Regions from separate parts of the Zea mays genome. Here region 1 is linked to region 2. The links are chromatin contacts, called in public Hi-C maps. All regions are on one chromosome and are shown on one strand. The core of a region is the stretch at or near the end of the contact, and the rest is flanking DNA. Distances in the headings are between cores, read along the strand shown.

Region 1 (3,822 bases), core at 403-2,902, 160 kb before region 2:
ATATCTGAAATCTACATATAATAACTGAGTTGTAGCTAAGTGGTAGGCTCGGTGATTACGAGCTGACCGGTCCAAAACTGAAAATAATCTCCGTTCCTCGTCTCAGGCCCGTCTCCGACGCTTCTGAACCTCAAATGGCAGTAGCATCTCACTTGCCACAGGATTTCCATCCTCTGAAACTGTCAATGATATACATCGTCCAATTCCGAAACTGTGGATTCTTCAGGATCATAAGCAGACATAAATAATCACATATATAAACAAACAGCAGCAGTGGCCAGTGGTTCCCCTCTTTCGTTGTCCTCATGCATGTGACAGAGTGTGAGCTAGGGGAAAGCCGAAGTCAAACGAACTTCGGTGGAATGGACCTTGTGGCTGGCGTCAACGAACGGTGCTGCTAGCTAGCGTGGTGCAGCAGGAATCTTGGGGACTGCTGAACTCGTCCACCCCCGGCTGCGAGTCCCAACAGTTTTGGGATCCCTACGCTTAAGCATGTGATGGAGGAATTAATTAGAGCATGATGAGATGCGATTGGGATCGAGTCAAACAGAGTTGCTGCTTCACTTTGCAGAATCACTTTCTACGCACACACAAAAAGATAGTTCCCCTTCAAGATGACCTAATGGTAAACACGAGTATACACATTACTAGGAGTTGGGAAAATTGTCAAAAGAAGAAAAAAAAAAGATCTAAGGGCTAGTTTGGAAACACTAATTTTCCATGGGATTTTCATTTTCCCAAGGGAAAATGAACTAATTTCCCTTGGGAAAATGAAAATCCCATGGGAAATTAGTGTTCCCAAACTAGCCCTAAGGCTGCTTCTAATCCCGTAGGTGGCCCCGTTTGATTAGAGGGACTAATCTGTTTGTCCCTAGTTTGACAAACAGAAGGATTAAATCATGAACTAATTAGCTTCAGTTTCTAGTCTCTCATATGAGTGCTAAAAGGGACTAAAGAGCAATATTTACTCCAATTATTCTTGCCTAAAAAACTAGCGTGAAACAAGAAAAGGGTATTTCAGTATTTATGTATTGCATTTAATATATTTAGAATATGTTTAGTCCCTATAACCAAATAGGGTATGGACTAAAGTTTAGTATATATACTAACATTTAGTACTAGGACTAATGAAATTAAACGGGGCCTATATCTACCGTTGTATATGCTATCAGCCGTATTATTGACTCTACTATCGACCATTACCAATCTTTATATAACGCGACGCTCCAGTGTGCAAGCTTTATTATTGGTTAACAACCACCTCATTACCATGTTAGCTTCTTTTTACAGACTTTTAGTTGACATAAAACACGCCATTTTAATGAAACTTAATTAAACAAATAAAAACTACATAGTTCATAAAATATAAAATAAAAATCTATAATTTATAAATAAAATTTTATAACTTAAACATAAATACATAATCTCTGTTGAAGGAGGCTTTTAATATTATGGTTCTATATTTTAAAAATGCAACTCTATTAGATAATCTTATAATTGGAAAACCGAGCCTGATTCAAGGGCTCAGGGTTTAAACAGGCTCCAACTGTGGTATCCGTATTTACGCTGACGGGCCCAGCAAGAGAAGAAAGGAAACCATAAACCTGCGGCTCCATCGAACTCTGCAGCCAGCCTGCGTGCGCCGCCCTAGCTTCCGTCGTCGTCATCTTCTTCGTCGGAGCCTCGGAGGATACGAGGGGCCCCTGCGCTTCGCTACATTCTCAACGAAGCCCCTCTCGCAGCGGGCAGAGGCCGTACGGCGGTGCGTACCCCACCGGCACGGGGCCGCGTTTGCAGGGTGCCGCCGTACTACCACACAAGGCGCCCTTATTTTTCCCTTGTGCGCGCCCGCAATGCGCTCTTGAGATCCCCGGCTCCTCCTCCTCGGTCTGCTTCTCCTGCTCCGGCTGCTGGCCCTGGCCACCTACCCGGAGCGGGAAGAGCGGCGGGAGCCCTGCATTTTGTTCCGGTTCTCCGCGTGCCTCATCCGCCCGCCCGCGATCCCCGGGAGGTTAGTTTCTCAGCTCCGATTTTTTGTTTTGTGGTGCCAGCTCGAAAGATTTTCCTTTTTGTGTGTGGTTCCTTCCAGGACTAGTGCCAGCTTACCTCTCGGGGTGGGCGGGTTTTGGTCGATTTCCTTCTCAAAAGGCAAGTCCTATGGACGAGGATTCATCGTCCCTTCGCGATCTTGTTGTTGTTGCTTGGCTTGGCTGTTATTAAAGTTTCTACCTTTGAGCCCCAGATTGGTTTTGCTTGTGGTGGGCAAGCGCATCTATACACACTCCTCGCTTTTCGACGCCATCGACGCGCAACTCCGTTTGAGGTTTGCGTTCCGTTCGTGCTTTCGATCGCCAGCAAGTATCATCACTCTTCATTTTCGATAGATTAGATTGAAATAGTTTTGATTTGCGTGTCGATTTTACATTGGGGTGAGGCATGTCTCAGGCTTTTAGAAGCCGCAATCCCCTTTTGACTGAATGCTACTTTTGGATAAGAAGACGTCCTTTGTTTGTGCATTTGTTTTCTTCGCAAGCATTTACTGCTGCAATTGCTCACTGTTTGATGCGGCGACCCATGGAAAGTCGCAAGGATAAACCTGACAACGATAGATCTATTGTACGCAGTCTGGCGATTGGTCAATCGCAGACGTCGTGCTTGGGCCGGTCATCCTCATGCTGTTGCAGTTCCTCATGTTTCAACGCGTACTATATACTATTTGTCAAAAACCGTGCGTCTGCAACCCGTTTCACACCTGTTTTTTTGGGGACGCCCAGTGACAATAGAAACTAGAAAGAGTCAACAGCCCGCAATTTTGAATTATTGGTGTCTATTATTTTGAATCGTGTATTGGATACTTGCTACCGTTGAACTAGCCATTTTTCTAGTGCAATGATTGCCAATATATTAGTTGCCGTTGCTCAACAGATTCTGTTAACAATTTTGCCTCCCTATTGCTGTATTTTAGGACTCTTGGGAAGCCCTCCCTGTACGTGACTACTGGGACCTCCACCAAGCTCTTCAAGTTCCAGGATCAGTTCCTCTGTATTGGGCAATCTCTAGACCTCTGTAGATTATCAGCCTGATTCACAACTTGTTGCAGGTGCAAGAATTCGACTGCAGATTTTAATCGTGATTGACACGATTCCTGGTTTGAGGGCATCTGTTGGTGTTTCGAGCTAACAGGCTCCTTTCTCCCTGCTCGAAGTTTCACTTACTTCAACATGTGGTTTCTATGGATCCAGACTTCCAAAGTTGGAATCTGATCACTCGCGTCAGTGCTTCTCAGCTCCCTTGTTTGCCGTTATGGAGGAGCAGAACTCGTGGCTCAGGACCAAGTTCTCCAATACTGTCTATGCTAGGGTGGATCCCCGGAGAGTACCTGTTGCTCCGCTTAGCAAGGATGTTGAGCGGAAACTGCACAAATTCTTCAAGATGAAGAAGACTGTATCGATGCCTGTTGATCGGGATGATGGAGACACAGGGACTGCATTCAAGCACTGTGCTAGCTTGCCGCTAGTTCGATCCCAGCCTCAGCTTGACAGGGAAAAGGTCAACAAGCCCGAGAGGGCGAGCCTGGAGATTCCTTCAAGCTCCCAGATGATCTCAGAGAGTTGCAAGACTCCAAAAGCAAGGAGCCTGGTCAAGACCCCAAGTTCGATGATGCTCCTGAGCTACTTGAACAAGTCACCGTCAAATCAAGGGCATAGTTCTCACAAGGCTTATGGATCCAGACCGAGATCGAAGTCCCCCCTTCCTAGTATTGTGCCTTCCGAAGTGTTTAGGGAAGCAAAGTCTAGCAGCCAGAGGTTTGCAAGCCCTCCT
Region 2 (3,891 bases), core at 17-2,516:
TTCGAGCTTGAAGACCGGCTTGCAACCAATAATATTGAGGCCAAAACAGGGGGCACAAAGATGGCAAGATGCCATGTGCAACGAGGACGTGCTATTAGAGACTAGTAACCGACTTTTTTTTGATACCTTGGTAAAAATCGAGGCGTTTGATTCTTTATTATACTTTTAGTATTTATATTCGAGTAATTATATTCGAACATTCATATTACTAGAATTACATACCATGCTAGTAGAGAATTGGAACTTATAGTGCAAAACTTTTAATCGATAGGTAGAAACACATGTAGACATACCGAGTGGAGTGGAGTCGAGTTCGATAATAGATTTTAGTTTATAAAAGAAATAAGAGAAACCCAATTGACAGTGTACTAGATATGCTTTGGCTCTCTCTCTCTACCTCTCTTTCCCCTCTACAAATCTTACACTGTACCGAATGGCCTGGCCATTTGGCTCTGGCATATGTGGACATGTGGTAATATAACCACTTAAGGTCTTATTTGATTATTCATATATCATATAGATTGGATGGAATTAAAAAAATTAGTAGAGATTTTGACTTGATATGAATTGAAACTTATCAAATCCCTTGAAATCTATATGGATTGGAGAGAAAACGAATGAGCCCTAACCAGGGACACTTCGTCCCTCCCCGTTGCTGTTTAAAAAAATAATAAATAAAAATGCTGGAGTAGTAAATAGCAGTGCAGTAGCATGTGTGCGTTCTGTGGAACGACAGCTGATCGTATGGGCGCGGTGGATCGATCGATATGGGTGGATAATGGCGGGCGGCATGGCGTGAGCGTGCGCGCGAGCACACCGCATGCACTCGTGCCGGCGGGACATGGATCGGAGACGCCGATCGAGTTGACCAGTAAATGCCTACCCAGCCAGCTGCGCCTGCGCCCGGGGTCGTCGATCGATCGGATCGTCGGACTCGGAGACGCCCGCCGCAGAGCAGGGCAGGCCGGCAGGGACACGTGCGTGTACTGCAGCCAGAGCCAGCCAGCCGGAGCCCGGCCGGCCAGAGCCTCCCCTGAGACCGAGACGCGCGCCGTCCATGTCGATCGATCGCCAGTAATAATGGCCATGGCGAGGGCAGCGCTGCTGTCCGCTGCCGCGTCGCTGTTGCCACCACTGTTACGTGCGGGAGCGCGAGATGGATCGGTCGGTCCCTCGCACACCTGACGCGTCGCGCGACTCCCCTTCCTCTCCTCCCGGCTTGCCCTACTTAAACACCCAGCAACCCCCCCGGCAGGTCCGTCCGTGTCCGTGTCCGTCCTCTCGATCTCTACAGCAGCTAACTAGCTAGCCACCATTGCACCACGTCTTTCCTCTCTGTCTCCATCTCTTGCTCGATCATCATACACACATACCCGATCGACTGCTCCAGCCTCCAGCTCGGTGTCGTATAGTAGTGTATATGGCAATGAGCGAGCCGAGCTCCGACACCTCGTGCACGTCCTCCTGCTCGTCCGGACCCTCCACGTCCACCAGCCCGCGCGCGGCGCCCTCCGCCGCCGCCGCCGCCGCATCGGGCGGCGGCAAGAAACGTCCGCGCTCAGACGACGGCGGGTCCAGCTCCAGCTCCGCCCCGGCGTACCGCGGCGTCCGCATGCGCGCGTGGGGCAAATGGGTGTCGGAGATCAGGGAGCCCCGCAAGAAGTCGCGCATCTGGCTGGGCACCTTCCCGTGCCCGGAGATGGCGGCGCGCGCGCACGACGCGGCCGCGCTCAGCGTCAAGGGCGCCCGCGCAGTGCTCAACTTCCCGGGCCTCGCGCGCCACCTCCCGCGCCCGGCCTCCCTCGCGCCGCGCGACGTCCAGGCCGCCGCCGCGCGCGCCGCGCTCATGCACCACTCGTCCGCAGGCTGCTGCTGCTGCGGTGGCGGCGGCGGCGGCGGCTCTACCGCCACCGCCACCTCGTCCTCATCCTCCTCCTCGGCGGCGGCGGACGTCGGCGGCTGCGGCCAGCGGCGAGATGGCGCCGCTGCGCACGACGAGCCTGAGCCTGAGCGGCAGCCCCTAGAGGTGGCCGCCGAGCTGGTGTTCGACGAGCTGGCGCCGCTGTGGGTGGAGGACGTGGTGGAGCTGGGGCCGTCCGCCGATCACCCGTGGCCGTGGACGCCGTGCGATGGGCTCGACATCGCCGCCGGCTTCCACCCTCTCCCTCTCCTGTGGGACGACTACTAGCTCGCCTCGCCTCGCCTCGCTTGTGCATGGCCTTCAACCGTTCTGGTTCTCTGTTTCGTGTTTGTTTTCCAGTGCAAGCCTGTGTGGTCTTTGTCTTCTTTTTTTCACTTGTTTTCATCCTGTTATTCTATCCGTGAAAAGGAGAGAGAGAGAGAGAAAAAAAAGAACACTGCCATTCCTTCTCCTCCCAACGCAAGGAAAAACTAGCTCGTAATTTCTTCGTGCGACACTGTTACCCACGAAAGGGGGTTAAGATTAAACGACAGGTTTACTATGGAAGCACTGATTCCGGCCGGATCCTGCACATTTGTTTTTGTGTCATTTTGTGCATGCGAAACCACTTTTTTTCTGAAAGCAAAGCATTGGCCCGATCGACCACTCTGCACAACTCGGAGATCCCACGGAGATTTGGTTTGGTCCCCCGACTCCTCCTGGATTTCATATTTTTTTTAAAAAAAAAAAGAAAATCCTTTGAATTTTAAACGAAACCCTACCCTCTGCTGGCCGCAGCTTCCTTCCATAGTCCATGGAGCTGGCTGGAGGCTGCCAAGACGGGAAGCTAAACCCTGGAAGGAAGCAGGACTGCAGGAGGCAGCGGCATTAGTAATTGTGGGAAGAAGCAGCTGTCTGAGACATCTCTGTCTCCTTCCCCGGGCGCACCTGGCGGTGGACGGGGCTCCACTCCGGCAGGCCGGCCGGATCTCGCCGTCGCAGCTAGGGAGTCAATGGTGCCGTGCGGGAGGCGTTGCAAAGAGAAAAGCTATCGTGATAATACAACACCGAACCGACTGATATCTCTGTCGGCCCCTGCACGCAATAGGCTGGCCGTGCACCTCTGGCCATTGCGAGCATGTTCATGTCAGTGGACGCGACAAAGAACGGATATTTTTTGCTCTCTCTCTCTAGCCGCAGGCACCACCGTGGCGTGTTCTCCTGAGCTGCCCTGGGTCGGCTACGCTAGCTGCAGGCAGCAGCTGCGCGGAGCAAGCTTGCAGCAGGTCGTGGTCCTTGTCGTCTTCGTGGAGTGCCAGGTGTGCCTGCCTCCTCTTGCACGCCGGCACGACAGGTAGACGGCTGCCGACTGGCGATGGAGGTTTGGACAGTGCAGGACATGCAAACCACACACCTCCTGTGTGTTTGTCCGTGTCGTGTGTGCTAACGGTCTTGAAAACTACTGCTGTACTAGCTGTAGGACTAGGACTAGTACCGTCCAGCGACACGGCAGATGCTCGACAGAGAAGGTGCCATGCCATGCCATCTGGGCACGCACACGTGTACGCCGGCCATAGGATTACCTCGAGAGTTTACCAACAACCCAAGATCCTCCTGTACATGACTGCCACTAACTGCGTGTCCTTCCTTCTCTCGCCAAAGAAAAGGAAAAAAAATTAAAAAGTAAAAACCATGTCCTTTATGGGTCAAAGGCTCAGAGCTATCTCAATTCTCAGACTCTCAGTGTATGTACTTAATCTATTTTTTATAGCACGCATGCGTGCGTTAATACATAATCAAACGACATTCTCGGTTTGTCAACTGCTAAAACTAACAACAACAACAACAACAACAACAACAGCAGGCGGGAATGGAGGATAACACTGCATATAGTTCACCCTCGCGCTCGTGCAAGTGTCCACGTCTGCGACCTATAATTACACATGCGTACTACCTTCATTAGTGTTGATCCCAAGTAGGATGTCTCCCAT

What was found. A called contact is a pair of places that touch in the nucleus more often than the background predicts.
Region 1: a contact with region 2 is called in a Hi-C map of root tip, with 4 times the contacts expected there. The contact joins the promoter of LOC100279762 here to the promoter of LOC103634944 in region 2. A contact is called at or near these places in 10 of 25 Hi-C or Micro-C datasets (bundle sheath, ear, leaf and 4 more).

What each region holds. Positions count from the first base shown.
Region 1 is chr8:23,442,499-23,446,320 of Zm-B73-REFERENCE-NAM-5.0, reverse strand. LOC100279762 (putative protein kinase superfamily protein) reads left to right here and starts at 1,652. Exons shown (of 4, transcript NM_001152720.1): 1 at 1,652-2,011; 2 at 2,966-3,822. The coding sequence starts at 3,304.
Region 2 is chr8:23,282,160-23,286,050 of Zm-B73-REFERENCE-NAM-5.0, reverse strand. It overlaps LOC103634944 (ethylene-responsive transcription factor TINY), which reads left to right and starts at 1,266. Exons shown (of 1, transcript NM_001371010.1): 1 at 1,266-2,488. The coding sequence starts at 1,421. The coding sequence ends at 2,188.